Linked DNA regions of Pan troglodytes: region 1 is linked to region 2. The links are chromatin contacts, called in public HiChIP or PLAC-seq maps. All regions are on one chromosome and are shown on one strand. Each heading gives the region's core, a stretch centred on a gene start, on an enhancer-like site or on the middle of the called end of the contact. The rest is flanking DNA. Distances are from core to core; before and after follow the strand shown.

What was found. HiChIP or PLAC-seq counts read pairs in DNA pulled down with a chosen protein or histone mark.
Region 1: a contact with region 2 is called in an H3K4me3 HiChIP or PLAC-seq map of stem cell-derived excitatory neurons, with 2.5 times the contacts expected there. The contact joins the promoter of ACTMAP here to the promoter of NUMBL in region 2. A contact is called at or near these places in 1 of 7 Hi-C or Micro-C datasets (stem cell-derived neural progenitor cells) and 1 of 1 datasets of contacts at active chromatin or transcription factors (stem cell-derived excitatory neurons).

Annotation. Positions count from the first base shown.
Region 1 is chr20:43,831,602-43,839,180 of NHGRI_mPanTro3-v2.0_pri, reverse strand. ACTMAP (actin maturation protease) reads left to right here and starts at 4,198. Exons shown (of 8, transcript XM_054674159.2): 1 at 4,198-5,211. The coding sequence starts at 4,889. SNRPA (small nuclear ribonucleoprotein polypeptide A) reads right to left here and starts at 4,099. Exons shown (of 7, transcript XM_054674163.1): 1 at 3,991-4,099; 2 at 3,191-3,779. The coding sequence starts at 3,263.
Region 2 is chr20:43,769,824-43,777,611 of NHGRI_mPanTro3-v2.0_pri, reverse strand. NUMBL (NUMB like endocytic adaptor protein) reads left to right here and starts at 1,281. Exons shown (of 9, transcript XM_054674145.1): 1 at 1,281-1,433; 2 at 6,076-6,160. The coding sequence starts at 1,281. COQ8B (coenzyme Q8B) reads left to right here. Exons shown (of 14, transcript XM_054674146.2): 13 at 1-74; 14 at 652-1,495. The coding sequence ends at 990.

The sequences.
Region 1 (7,579 bases), core at 2,949-5,448, 59 kb before region 2:
GTTTTTAAGCAATTAGTCAAAAATTCTCCTGGTGGTGACATTTCTGGTTTTCCTCTCCATACTCCATCCCCATGAATCTTGCTCAGACTTCACTCATTCCACGGGACTCTGGGCCTCTCTCTACTCTCCAGCCTCCCCTCGCCCATTCGCATTTACCCTCCACAGCTGGGAGGATATTCCACCAGGGAGGCAGCCAGGACAGGGAAGCAGTCTGGCTCCCCAACACCCTCAGGGCAAAGTCCAACACCTCACAGCCATGAGCCACCAGTGCACAGCTCACTGGAAGTTTCCCCATGATTTACAAGCCTCAAAACTACTTGTAATACTCAGAATACGCCAGGCTCTTTTGCCCCTAAACATCTGAACAAGCTGGACCAAGTTAAGAACGCTCTTCTCCCTCAGTGTAACATAAATACTGCTTACTCTACCTGGCAGGCTCTCCAAAATGTCTCCTTTTCCAGGAAGCTGAATGGATCTCTCTGTCTAAGTTCCCAATCCCAGCCCTCTAACACTCTGCCTAAGCTTCCTGCCTGATGGCCCTGACTACTCTGGGCTGTCACTGTCCTAAAGAACCAGGGTTCTGGCCGGGTGCGGTGGTTCACACCTGTAATCCCAGCACTTTGGGAGGCCGAGGCAGGTGGATCACAGTTCAGGAGTTCGAGACCAGCATAGCCAAGATGGTGAAACCCCGTCTCTAATAAAAATACAAAAATTAGCCAAGCGTGGTAGCAGGTGCTTGGAATCCCAGCTACTCAGGAGGCTGAGGCAGAGAATCACTTGAATTTGGGAGGCGGAGGTTGCAGTGAGCTGAGATCGCACCACTGCATTCCAGCCTGGGCAACAGAGCGACACTCCGTCTCATCTCAAAAAAAAAAAAAAAAAACGCAGGGCGCTGTGGCTCACGCCTGTAATCCCAGCACTTTTGGAGGCCGAGGTGGGCAGATCACGAGGTCAGGAAATCAACACCATCCTGGCTAACATGGTTAAACCCCTTCTGTACTAAATATACAAAAAATTAGCCGGGCGTGCTGGTGGGCGCCTGTAGTCCCAGCTACTCGGGAGGCTGAGGCAGGAGAATGGCGTGAACCCAGGAGGCAAGGCAGAGCTTGCAGTGAGCAGAGATGGTGCCACTGCACTCCAGCCTGGGCGACAGAGGAAGACTCCGTCTCAAAAATAAATAAATAAATAAATAAAATAAGTTTTAAAAACAAAAAACCAGGGTTCTATGTCACCAATGTGTCCCCAGCACTGCCCGATAATGGTTGGGCACCACACTCTAAAAACATATGCAAAATTTACACTCCTGATTTTTTTTTTTTTTTTGAGACAGTCTCTATGACCCAGGCTGGAGTACAGTGGTGCAGTCTCAGCTCACTGCGACCTCTGCTTCCCAGGGTTCAAGTGATTCTCCTGCTCAGCCTCCCGAGTAGCTGGGACTATAGGTGCGCACCGCCACATCCAGCTGATTTTTGTATTTTCAGTAGAGACGGGGTTTCACCATCTTGGCCAGACTGGTCTTGAACTCCTGACCTCAAATGATCTGCCCACCTCAGCCTCCCAAAGTGCTGAGATTACAGGCGTGAGCCAGTGCCCGGCTGCTGGTTTTGCTTTCTTCAACAGCAACTTCACTGGTAACCTCAAACTGAATCCCAACAAGCTCCTTCAGTTCTCCCGATAATTTTCTTGAAGTGATAAGAGCTAACATTTATCCAGCCCTTTACTAGCTGCCAGTTACCATAAAAAAGAAATACTGCAAGGTTTAGCTAATTTAATCTCCCCCAACATCCATGCAAAAAAGGTATTATGATTTTGCTCAGTTTTTAGATCTGGAAAATGAGGTTCAATAAAGGTGATAATTTACTTGAGAATGTGAGAGAGTCTTTCCGATTTCAATAATTGAGTTCTTTTTTTTTTTCCTTTTTTCAGATAGGCTCTTGCTCAGCCCAGGCAGCAGTGCAGTGGTGCAATCATAGCTCACTGAAGCCTCAACCTCTCTAGCTCAAGCGATCCTCCCACTTCAGCCTCCCAAGTAGCTGGGACCACAGACGCACCCCACCCACGCCCAGCCTTTTTTTTTTTTTTTTTTTTTTTTGTAGAGAAAAGGTCTGGCTTTGTCGCCTAGGCTGATCTTGAACTCCTGTGTTTCAGTGATCCTCCTGCCTCAGCCTCCCAAAGTGTTGGGCTTACGGGCCTGAGCCACCACGCCCGGCCAAAAATTGGGTTCCTAAGCAGAATTCTATACGGGTGGCCTCAACCACTTTACTTGCTATGTGACCCTGGGCAAGTCACATCACCCCTGTCTCAGTTTCTTTTTCTTTTCTTTCTTTTTTTTTTGAGACGGAGTTTCGCTCTTGTTGCCCAGGCTGTAGTTCAATGGCGCAATCTCGGCTCACTGCAACCTCTGTCTCCTGGGTTCAAGCAATTCTCCTGCCTCAGCCTCCCGAGTAGCTGGGATTATAGGCATGCGCCACCATGCCCGGCTAATTTTGTATTTTCAGTAGAGAAAGGGTTTCTCCATGTCGGTCAGGCTGGTCTCGAACTCCCGACCTCAGGTGATCCGCCCGCCTCGGCCTCCCAAAGTGCTGGGATTGATTACAGGGGTGAGCCACCGCGCCCGGCCCCAGTTTCTTAGTTGACGAATGGGAATAACAATAGCCTTCTTCCTACAAGATTGTTGTGAGAATTAAATGTAATCAAGATTTATATGAAAGCACACAGACCAGCCCATGATACAGAGCGTTAGCCACCATTATGGTACATTTTCATTGTGGGCTGATCACTGAAAAAGCCGGTGACCAAGAAAGCCCCAGTCCTTGCCCTCACGGAGTTCAAAGGCCACTGGGAGGAGAGAGAGCCCCACGACAGCTCAGAGGAATCAGGGCTTGATGGGAGATGGTCTCAGCGTACGGGAAGTCAGCGGCAGCCACGTGAAGGGACAAGGCAAGGCTTCCTGGAGGAAGGGTCCTGTGACCTCAAACCTTGTAAGATGAGCAGCAGTGACCACGTTAAAGGGCAGAGTGTAAGATGAACTAATGGAGTGTTGAAGACAGGAAGTAGTTTGTGTAAAGGCCAAGGGGTTAACTCGAAGTTTGGCTGGACAAACACTTAGAAAGAGAGGCGGGTGCAGGGGATGGAAGAGGGGCCAGCCCGTGCGGGACAGTCTGGACTCCGGACTATCCCGAGAACTCACCATCCTTCTTGATCTTCTCATTGAGGTTGTTGATATAAATAGTGTGGTTAGGGCGGGTCTCGGGAACTGCCATGGAGTGAAGTGTTGAGGTAAATCTTAAAGGAGGAAAAACGTGACTTTAGCCCTGGGTTTCTCCAAATCCTTTGTCCCAACGTCGGCTGCTCAAGGATCTTCCTCCGAAAAGGAAGTCAGGTAAGGCGGGAGTAGGGGTAAGGACGGAGGCAAAGCGCGACAACAAAGCGTGCGTAGGACCCGCTTCTCCAGCCCGCGTGCGGAGGGAACTCTCGAGAGATTTACTACGACTTCCAGGATGCTCTACGCGACCCGGTGGGCGGAGCACCCTAAATGGCGATTCCCATTGGCCCAAGCATCCGAAGGGCCGTCCCGGAGAAAAAACCCGGATGTGGGAGCCAGTACAGAAAAAAGGGACAGGTCCTAGGCAGCCTGGCCTCGAGCAGCAAGTTTCCTCAGACGGGCCCAGGAAGGCCCGGACGCCAAGCGTACCGCTCGCCTGCCGCCGATGGTCGTTTGCACCGGAGGTTACCTTCCGACAGGGCCGTAGTTCTCTCAACCGGCGCCTGCTACTTCCCTGAAACCAAACCACAAAGCTTTCTCTCCTGGCCCCGCCTCTGCCTTTCTGCCAGCCAATCGCCGCGCGGAAACGCAGTAGCTTGACCAATCAGAGCAAGTCTCGTTTCTGGGCTCAGCTGTTGCCAATCAAAACGATATTTGGGTTCCCGCCTAGGTAGAAAAAACCCCGCCCCGGTAGAAAAACCCCGCCCCACTCCCTGAAAGCCCACCTCCTTCCGTGGCGCCCGGGTCTACGGACCAATCAGTGAAGGTCACGAGACTGTACGCGTCCCGCGCTGCGGTGTCTTCCGGAGGCAATCCTTTTTGAAGTCCCGCCTCTTACCCCCGCCAGAGCTCCGTTTTCTGTCACGTGATCGCAAAATGGGCGGGAACTGTTGCGTGTAATACCACGTGATATGGGAAAGGCAGTGTGCGGGGGCCGCCATTTTCCGGGAGTGGGAGGTGCACTTTACTTCCTGACTGCTTTCCTTTTTCCACTGGTTATCGCGGCGCCCACCGGCCTCTGATCTCTGAGTCTTCTCCAACCCACAGACGTTTTTTGTTGCTCTGGTTCCAGGACCTTCTCCACAACTAGGCCATTTTCCCTGCCAGGTGTCCTTTTTGACCTCTTGACCTCTGACTCAAAGGTCAGCTCAAAGGTTCCGAACTCGGGCCTGGGATGTGAGGGGGGACTGAACCTAAGTTCTCCGAATCTTTAGCCCTGGGTCCCTAAGTCGCACCCTTAAGGCACCTCACTCTAGATCTGAGCCTTCATATCCCAAACTCACTCAAGAGTTTCCACATCCAGCCCCAAAGAATGAGTTAACTCCTACTAACTCTCCACCTAAGACTCCCGAGGTAACCCAACCGGTACCACAGATCCGGTTCCGGATTTAAGGACCGCACCCTGTTAACCGTCAGGTGCCTTATGACTTGAGTCAGCCTCGCAATTCCTGCTCCCATGGTTTCAAATATTAGCCCTGGTCCTTTCACACCCACTGCTCAGCCCCCAGATTCTGGAACTCAGCTCTTAAACCTTTAAAATCTCCATCCCTGAGACCGTTCTCCGTTGGAGGATCCTTCCCTCCCCGCTTTCTGAACCTCTCAACCCCTCCTGTAGACCCCAAAATGACTTCTCCATGCTCTCCTCCCCTAAAACCACCAATTTCTCCTCCAAAAACCCCTGTACCCCAAGCCAGCAGCATTCCATCTCCTCTTCTACCACCAAGTCCCCTGGACTTTTTAGCTTTACCATCCCCTCCCTGGAGTCAGCAGACCCCTGTTCCCCCACCGCCCCCACTGCCTCCTCCACCCGCTGCCACAGGGCCTGCTCCCCTTCATGTCTTCGGCCTGGAGAAGAGCCAGCTCCTGAAGGAGGCCTTTGAGAAGGCTGGCCCGGTCCCCAAGGGCAGAGAAGATGTGAAGAGGCTTCTGAAACTACACAAGGACCGGTAGGGTCTCCATGCCCCACCCACCACCCAGGCTCTGCCCTAGACACTTCACAGATCTCTTGGCGGGTGGGGGGGTTCCCATGTCCTCAAGATCAAACAGCCTGACTACTTAGGTCCCCCACCTAGATCTCTTCCATGGTGGTGTGCCTCCAGCAATGAAGAAAGCTGTCCTCACAAGTGCCCAGTCCAGTCCGGGTGCTTTGGCTCATGCATGTAATCTCAGCACTTTGGGAGGCCGAGGCGGGTGGATCACCTGAGGTCAGGAGTTGGAGACCTGCCTGACCAATATGGTGAAACCGCATCTCTATTAAAAATACAAAAATTAGCCGGGTGTGGTGGCATGCAACTGTAGTCCCAGCTACTCGGGAGGCTGAGGCGGGAGAATCGCTTGAACCCTGGAGGCAGAGGTTGCAGTGAGCCAAAATTGCGCCACTGCACTCCAGCCTGGAAGACAGAGCAAGACTCTGTCTCAAAAAAAAAAAAAAAAAAAGAGCAAATGCCCAGTCTAGTGAGAGAGACAGATGCCTCCACCTTTCCAGACAGTGACAACCCAGAGTGGTCAGGGCTGTCATGACAAAGCCCAGAGGGGTGTCTGACCCAGGCTGGGGAGTCAGGGGGAGCTTCTTGGAGAAGGGGAACCCTGAGTGCTGTTGAGCAAGTCGTGCAAATGCTGTGTGATGAGAGTATATAGCTTGTGCAGGGGCCTGGAGTGAAATGAGGACATGTTCTATTCAAGGAACTGCAAATATGTCCTTAACTTGCCGGGGGAAGTGGCAAACATGGGGCTGTGAAAGCGGCAGAGCCAGCCCACGCAGGACAGAGCGGGTCGTGCAAAGGGACTGAGACTTTCCTGAGGGCACGGGGGAGCCCTGGAGAGGCTCTGTGCAGAAAAGGAGGCTGCCTGTGGAAGTGGTACTTAGGAGCCTTGAGGAAACTGGGACATCCAGGGACCCAGGTGGGAGGGGAAAGGAGAGTGCCAGACCTAGGCTGGGGCCCTGAGGCTGAGGTTTAGTGATTGCCTGGCTGAAGAAAAGAGGGAGAAGCGACTTGCCAGGACTCACATTGAAACTCCAAGCTTTCCAGACACTTTTTTTTTTTTAATGGAGTTTCCCTCTTTCATCCAGGCTGGAGTGAACTGGCGCCCACCACCACGCCCAGCTAATTTTTGTATTTTTAGTAGAGACAGGGTTTGTCATGTTGGCCAGGCTGGCCTCGAACTCCCAACCTCAGGTGATCCACCTGCCTCAGCCTCCCAAAGTGGGATTACAGGCGTGAGCCACTGCGCCTGGCCTCCGGACACATTTATAACCTTCCCTAAATGCCCCCACTGAGATGAGGCAAATTTAATGCAAATTACAGCCACCTTTTACTGAATGCCTTACCCTATGTCAGGCGCTGTTGTGTTTAAATATTAATTTATTGAATCCTCTCAACAACCCCATGAGGTAGAAACTTTTATTGTCTCATTTTCCTGGTGAGAAAACTGAGGCTCATAGAAGTGAAGCCCCTTAGCTATAATGCCCCTTAGCTATAGTGCAGAAAGAGGAAGAGTCCAATTTGAACTCTGGTAGCAGGGCTCCAAGCTGTTTGTTTGTTTGTTTGTTTGTTTTTGGGACAGGGTCTTGCTCTGTTGCCCAGGATGGAATGCAGTAGCTGGATCACAGCTCACTGCAGCCTCAACCTCCCAGGCTCAAGTGATCCTCCCATCTCAGCCTCCAAAATAGCTGGGACCACAGATGTGCGCCACCATGCCCAGCTAATTTTTTGTACATATATATTTTTTTGTAGATATAGAGTCTTGCTGTGTTGCCCAGGCTGGGTCTTGAATTCTTGGGCCCAAGCGATCTTCTTGTCTCAACCTCCCAAAGTGCTGGAATTACAGGCGTTAGCCACCGCACCCAGCCTGGCTCCATGCTTTTTTATTTATTTATTTATTTAGAGATGGAGTTTCGCTCTTATTGCCCAGACAGGAGTGCAGTGGCGTGATCTCAGCTCACTGCAACCTCCGCCTCCCGGGTTCAAGCGATTCTTCTGCCTCGGCCTCCTGAGTAGCTGGGATTACAGGTGCCCACCACCACGCCTGGCTAATTTTTTGTATTTTTAGTAGAGACAGGGTGTCGTCTTGTTGGCCAGGCTGGTCTCGAACTCCTGACCTCAGGTGATCCACCTGCTTCAGCCTCCCAAAGTGCTGGGATTACAGGCGTGAGCTGCCGTACCCGGCCTCCATGCTTTTAATCATACTTATGTGGTATCATCTTTCATCAGGAGGGTACCCTAAACTAGGAACCAGGAGCTCTGAGTCTGCACCCCCCCCACACCCAAACTGAACCTTGCCTTCTTACCAGCCTTGGAATAGGAATAATAAGCA
Region 2 (7,788 bases), core at 32-2,531:
CAGCTGATGGAGACAGAGACTGTGTCCTGCAGAAGTCCAGGGACCTCAAATTCCTCACAGGCTTTGAAACCAAGGTGGGGAGACACTGGGGGAGAAAGGGGCTGGTGTCTGTTGGTGGGGTGCAGTGGGGGGCTGCTTATCTCCACTGAGGAACTCGAGTAGGTGATGGGGCATGTCGATACCCGGGGACTGGGGGACTCTAGGAGGGGCTTGTCTCCACTAGGGAGAATGGAGGCTGTGTGTCTATACCTGGGGAGTGGGGGACTCTAGGAGGGATGCTTATCCATGCTGGGGGCTTTGGGGAGGAGTGGGGGGAGGTGGCTGCCTGACTTCTCAGGAACCCTGGGAACATGGGCACCGTGGATCTGTTCAGGAGGGGCGAAGGCCGCTTCTCTGTTGTAGAGAGAGTAGAGGGCTACTTGTCTGTTGGAGGCTCTGCAGGGAAGTGAGGGGTGCTTACTCGGGGAATAGGCAGCTGCTTGTCTAGTCCAGGCTCTGGAAGGAGCGGAAGCTGCTCACTCTTGAGGGAGTCGGGGCTTGTGTTGATGGTGGAGACTGGAGGGAGTGGAGGCTACACGTTGTTTCTGGGTTATGCAGAGGGCTCTATGTCCACACTGGCTGCCTTTGCTCTCCCCCCACCCCCACTCCCAGGCATTCTCCGACGCCCACGTGGAGGCAGTGATGATCCTGGGGGAGCCTTTCGCCACCCAGGGCCCTTATGACTTTGGGTCGGGGGAAACGGCCCGCCGCATACAGGACCTCATCCCGGTGCTGCTGCGGCACCGGCTGTGTCCCCCACCCGAGGAGACCTATGCCCTGCACCGCAAGCTGGCAGGGGCTTTCCTGGCCTGTGCCCACCTCCGAGCCCACATCGCCTGCAGGGACCTCTTCCAGGACACCTACCACCGCTACTGGGCCAGTCGCCAGCCAGACGCAGCCACTGCCGGCAGCCTCCCCACCAAAGGGGACTCCTGGGTGGATCCCTCATGACAGCCTCCATGGGGGATTCAGTCCCCAGAGCAGGCCATACCCTGCTGCAGTGCCTCTTATCCCTTCCCCGTCTGCCCTGGGTCAGAGGAGCCCCCTTGGGCTTCCCAGTCTTGCCTGGCTCTCCTCCTTGGCCCAGGAGCTCAGGATCCCTGGGGCTGGGGAACTCCCAACTTCGTGCCCTAGATCCTGCACCTCCCCACTCGAAAGTGGGTATCCGAAAACTAAGCCAGGGAAGCGGTTAACTTATCTTTGCCAACATTTGAGGGAGCCTTGGGCCGCTGCATGTCGTTATGCAGATCAGACTCATCAGGGGGAGCCCTCACCTCTGCCTCAAGCCTCCCGTGGAAGGCGAGATGGTCCTGGAGGCAGTCCTCACCTCTGCCTCCCTTGCTCCTCCAACAGCTGCCTTCTCCCGGGTTCCAGCCTCTCAGTGTGTTGGAGAGGTAGGGGTGCGGGGTGGGGGGGAGCTGAATCTTCAATCGGAATAAAAGCAGCCCTCCCCTTCCCCCAGCTCTTTTCTTTGCGCTAGGGTTGGGGGGAGAGGGGGAGGAGCTCGCCAGCGGCCTCCAGGTGCAGATGGCCAGCCCCCCTGCACCCCCTTGTCTGAAAGCCTCAGCCCTGCCTGTGCCATCTGTTGCCGGGAACCTCCTTCTCGCCTTCCCCACCCCCCCACGTGCTGACCACCTGCTCTAAGGGCTGTGGCAGCTGAGGCCTCCCCCCCACACAGTGCCTCTTGGCTGCGGGCTCCCTCCCCTCACTCCTGGCAACCTCGCCTTTACTAATGGGCTCTAATGTCCCTGCCAGCTGCTTTGCCAAACCCACAGGATTGGCGTAGGGGGCGGCGGGGGCGCCGTAGCGGCCAGAACCGCGCCCTGGTCCCACCCCGGCGCCCCCGTTCCCAAAGCCGAACCGATCGCGCATCAGGACGCCTTGGTCTGTTCACACCCCCTCCCCTTCCTTGCAAAAAGCGCCTCGTCACCGCTCCTGCCCGCCCCCGCCGGGCTGGGGAACCATGGGGTTAGCGGGAAGATTTGGGGGTGTGGGGCGGCAAGGCGCCTCTAGAAGCAACTCTTTCGGACGCGGAGCTGGAGGGGATCTGAGGTCAGGTGTCACGGAGGGAAAGGGAGCCCAGGCCCGGACGGACCGGGGGAAAGGACTCGGCGATGTTCATAGGCATGCTCAGCTCGGGACTGGCCAATGGGCGTGGCGGGGCGGTGGCCGCGCCGGGGAAGGCGGGATGGTGTCTGCGTGTGGGCGGGGTCTTCAGGCCAAGGGGCGGGACGGGGCCCGGCGAGGCGCCGGGGCGGGGCGGGGCCTTTCTGCATATACGGCAGGCGGCGGGCCAATGGGCGGGGCCGGGGCGGGGAGCCGAGGCCGAGGGACGCTCCCCCGCCCCCGGAACGGAATCCTCCCGGGAGCCGAGGAGGCTCGCGCGCGTGCATCCCGCACCATCCCCCGGCCCCGGGCCCTGGCCGGCGTCAGACCGAGCTGCCGCCGCCACCACCGCAGCAGCAGCAGTCGGGGAGCCAGGCCCAGCCAGGGCCGCGGGAGGCGGGGGCGCCCGGGCCCTGGATGTCCCGCAGCGCGGCGGCCAGCGTGAGAAGGGCGGGAGAGGGGGGCTCGGGTCGGGGGCGGCGCCGCTGCTGATGTGGCGGAGGGTGGGAGGCGGCCGCGGCGCCCGGATGGAGAGAGGGTGCCAAGGCTGGAGAGGGTGGTCCTGGGTGGGGGTCCAGGAACAGGCCCAACAAGCCAAAGCCCAGGAGACCGGGGTCTTGGGCACAGACCCCTGGGCCATCTCTTGCCAAGGCCCTGGAAATAGGGATCCTGGACACAGACCCCCCACAAAACCAAGGACAGGGGTACAGAGATTCTAGGTACAACTCCTAGAACTAGATGGGGATGGAGATGGGGTCGGGGACACAGCCCCCGTATCAAACCAAGGCCTCCAGGAGGCGATTCCAGACACAATCCCTACCTCTCCCTGCCTAAGGGGGTCTCAGCACAACAACTCCCTAGGTACGGTCTCGAGGATGGGGTCACTGGGTACAGCGTTCCCACCACGCCAAGGCTTGGGAGGACTCCAAGCACAGCCTGCCCCCAGGTCTCAGAGGCACCCTGGGCACAGCATCCCCCCAATCCTTGGGCGGTGTCCCAGGCACAGCCACTTCTCAAAACAAGGTCCCTGTGCCTGGGACTCCACCCCACCCCAGCCTGAATAAAATAAGGACAATTTCAGGCAACCCCCAATCCCTCCACCCCCTGGCTTGGTCATGGGTCCCAGGGCACAGGATCCCTAGGCCACCCCCTTTGTCCCCAGGGCTGCCCAGCTGTCCAAGAGTGGCCCCACCCGCAGACAATGCACCGCTTCCCCCTCCTGGCCCTGGCCCTCAGGCTCCAGGATACAGGCTGGGCTGGGGGCGGCTCCCCAGGGACCGGGTGCAGCCCTGTCTTGTCTGCAGCGTCTGCGGTGACGGTGACGGCGGCTTTGTGTGTGGTACCTGGGGGGAAGGAGGGAAGCAAGCGATGGGGAGGTGGCTAGGAGTGTGCCCTGTGTTTGTGTGACTGTGGCTGTGTATGTGTGTGTGTGTGTGTGCACGCGTACGCTGCAGCTGGTGACTGAGGAATCCTGTGTCGTGTGTGTGTGCTTGTGGTGGTGTCTATGATTGTGTCTGTGACCCTAGTATTTGTGTGACTGTGTATGTGTGTGTGACAGCTGCTCACTGTGCAGAATCCTGTACTTTTTAGTCTGTCTGTGTTTGGAGGTGTGCATGGTTGTGACTGGTTGTCTGTGATTGTGTCTTTTGTGACCCTGTGTTTGTATGCCTCGGTAACTATAACTGGGTATGTGACAGTATGTGTTGAGTCTGGGGGTGGGCATGCGTGTGACTGACAGGACGTGGGTGGAGTTGTGACTGTGTGTGAGTGGAGTTGTCTATGGCTCCATGTGCATGTGTGACCCTCCCAGTGACTGACAATGTTTATAGTTGTGTCTCTACCTGATTTTATATACGTGAGTGACACGCACCTGTCTGTGCAACTCTGCCTGTGTGACTGCCATTGTGTCTGAAGTCACATTGTGTCTGTGTGACTGGGGTTGTGTGACAGTATTGTGTATGACAGTGGTTGCGTATGCAGAACCATGTCTGAGTGTGTGACTGAGGTTGTATTAATATAAATGGCTGTATCTAGCAGTGTGTGTGATAACGAGTGATTGTGTGTATTTCTAGCCTTGCATGTGTGATTTGGGTTATGTATTTGACTTGGTGTCTGAAACCCTGGCTATTTAGAGGGATTATTTGTGTGTGACTAAAGCTGTGGATGTGTCTCCGTGCTGGTGCCAGGAAATTATGTTTGTAGGGGTGTGTATATGATTATGGCTTCCATATTATTGTGTGTGACCTGCATGTCTGACCCTGGGTGACTATAGATGTCTGTGTCTATGTCATCATCTGTGAGAGTGTGGGGTCTGTAGCTGTGTGCCTGTTTTTGTCTCTGTGTATATGTGCTGGACTACCTGTGTTTGAATGTGTGATTTGGTGATGAGATTGGCCCCTGACTGTGCACATGGCTCCATCAGGACCTGTGTCTTCTGTGTAAACCCAGCTATAAATGCCACATCCTGGTCACTGCATTTCTGTGCATACACTGGACTGTGTACTTGTGACATGGGAAACTAAAACTGTGTGCTTATGTCTCTATGTGTGAGATATGTGTGTAGGTGGGGCTTGTGACTTTGTGCACCTGTCCACACGGGGCTGTGATTCTATATGGCCACATACTTGTCTGTGTGACTTGTGTGCCTGCATGAAGAAAGGCTATATGTTTCGCTGCATTGGAGTGACATGGTACAGCTGTGTATGGACACTGGGTGATGGGATTATGACCATGATAGGTGGCTGGGTCACATGGACATTGATGCTGTGGCCATGCCTATAGGACCACCATGGCTGTGTCTTGAGGGAGGCCATCCTTGGGGACAGTTGTTTGTGGGTGGTTGCATGCTGTGGCCATCAGTACCTCTGTGTGTGGTTGTGTATAGAGGACTGTCCCTATGAGTGTGGCTGTCACAGTAGACTGTGTGACTGATGCTGTGACCAGATTTGAGCACCTATGACTGGGTACGTGTGACCACGTGACAGTGTGTGGCCAAAAACAGTGTGTTGGTGTGACTGGTCTAGTTGAGGCTGCATGTCCACATGCAGCTGTTCCTGCATGTGGTCTCCGTGGGACCAAATGTGTGTCTGTCCGTGTGCATCTGTGACCAGATGTCAGTGTGCAGCAGTGGAGATACGTGTAACAAGTGTGTATAGCTGCGATTGTGTCGTGTGGGACTGGGTCAGCAAATGGGTGAACTCTGGGTGTGATTCTATCTGGGTGGGCCTGTGACGTCAGTATCTTGGGCGGGTGCCTGAGGAAACATAGCTGTCACTGGGTGTGGCCACGCATGTGCGGCTCTAGTGGGTTGTCTGGGCCCCGTTCTTTGTATGTGGCTGAGAATGTGGAAGTGACCAAATTTCAGTGGGTGGTGTGACCAGGTGTCTGTGGTGGGAACTGAGTGGGCCAGGACATGCTGCATGTATGTGGACAAATGTCTGTAGTAGAGACTGTGTGTGTCCAAACATGAATATGCGGCCAGATGTTTACAGTGGCAGCTTTCTGGGTTTGGGACTGTTTCTGTGTATCTGTGATCTGAGGTGTGTAGCTGTGATTGCGTCTATGTGTAACCAAGTGTGTAAAGCTGTGGCCAGATGCTAGGGACACCTGTAGATATGAGTTGGCTGCATATGTGTGTAGCCCTGCACATGCATCTGGAGGGCAAGGCCACTCTCACAGCATCCCCTTGGGCAGTGAGGCTCTCCTGAGGCCAGCACATCCCCAACATATGCCCCCCAAACATACCTACTCCTTCCTGGGCCCTTGGAACCAGGTGGCTGATCTCCCTGGTAACAGTTGCTAGGACAACTAGGACTCTCATCAGGGATCCCAAGATGGAGGGGGCTGGCTGAAGTCCAAAGTGGGGGTGAAGTATCAGACTGAGCCCCAACCCAGACAAACTTCTCACCTTCTCCTCCCCTACTCGGGCAGGGCGGACCCCGGAGGCCTGAGCGGCACCTGCCCCCAGCCCCCTGTGGGGCCCCGGGGCCCCCAGAAACCTGCAGGACGGAGCCAGGTGAGCGACCAGCCTGGGACAGGGCAGGGCTAAATGGGTATGTGGTCTTGCCTAACACGACCAGAGGAGCTGTCCCTGCGGTCACACAGGCTTAATCACACTCATGAGTGGACACCCTCAGGCATCTTCCTCAGCGACTGTCAGAGCCCCACTCATGCACAGACCCACACCCTGACACCCTTACAGCCTCAAGTGCAGGGTCACACTCAAACACTCACATCTGTAGATATACGGTTAGAGACACACACACACACACACACACAGATCTCTTTTCTTTCAGATCACACACACTTGCTAATGCAGTGACACACTTGAACACATGCTGAAGTAGATGTTCATCACACTAATGTACACACAAACATATACACACACACACACACACACACACATTCCTAGACAACACCCAGATTCACAGGTGACCACAGACGCTCGCTGGATACAGACTCTGAGATACACACTCTCAAGAGACACACTCTTGGCCGGGCGTGGTGGCTCAATGCCTATAATCCCAGCACTTTGGGAGGCTGAGGCAGGCGGATCCCCTGAGGTCAGGAGGTCAGGAGTTCGAGACCAGCCTGACCAACATGGAGAAACTCTGTCTGTACTAAAAATACAAAATTAGCCAGGGGTGGTGGCGCATGCCTGTAATCCCAGCTACTTGGGAGGCTGAGGCAGGAGAATCGTTTGAACCTGGGAGGCAGAGGTTGCTGTGAGCCGAGATCATGCCATTGCACTCCAGCCTCCATTCACAACAAGAGCAAAATTTCGTCTCAAAAAAAAAAAAAAGAGACACACTCTTGCACAGTCTGACAACACACACAGACCCACATTTCTACAGACGACAGCCACACTTTCACAGACAGCACCCGCGGGCCCAGGCTGTCACAGGGAGCTACGGTTGTGTACAAACATGCACACAGTCTCACAAAGAACACCCAGCACTCTCTCAGGCAACAGTCACACCCTTACAAATAACCCTCATGAACACACACTCAAAGACAACCTCATGTTCTCACACACCCTAACGGATGCACCACTGCACACAGATACACCCTCTGTGCAATACCCACACACCCACACTCTAAGGCAACAGCCACAGTCACACAGGCTCACCGCCAACAGCTGCACTCTTGGACACAGACAGTCTTGTAGGTCCCTCAGATGCACTCTCCGAGGCAATGTCATCACAGACAATAGCCACACCTTCACACAGAGACATAGCTACATGGATAACAGCCATGGACACACCCTTTGAAAGATGACAGCCTCATCTCAAACACAGACACACCCTCACAGGCAACAGGCACTGAGCCACAAGTTCTCATAGACAACAACGGCACTCTCGGATATAGACAGCAGACACACACTCACAACCACTCTCAGACATCGATGCCCTTCAGCAACAACCTTCAGGGCCTCAGACTCACAGACAACAACCACACTTTTGGATGCATGCCTCACGGACAGCATTCACAGATGCACACTATCCTACACCATTCTCAGACATGCATTCTTCCAGACAGCCTTCAGAAACACACTCACAGACATTACTTGCATGCTCAGATATAGAGCCCCTCATAGACAGCGTTCCAGAACATACCATTGCACACTTGCTTACACACACACCC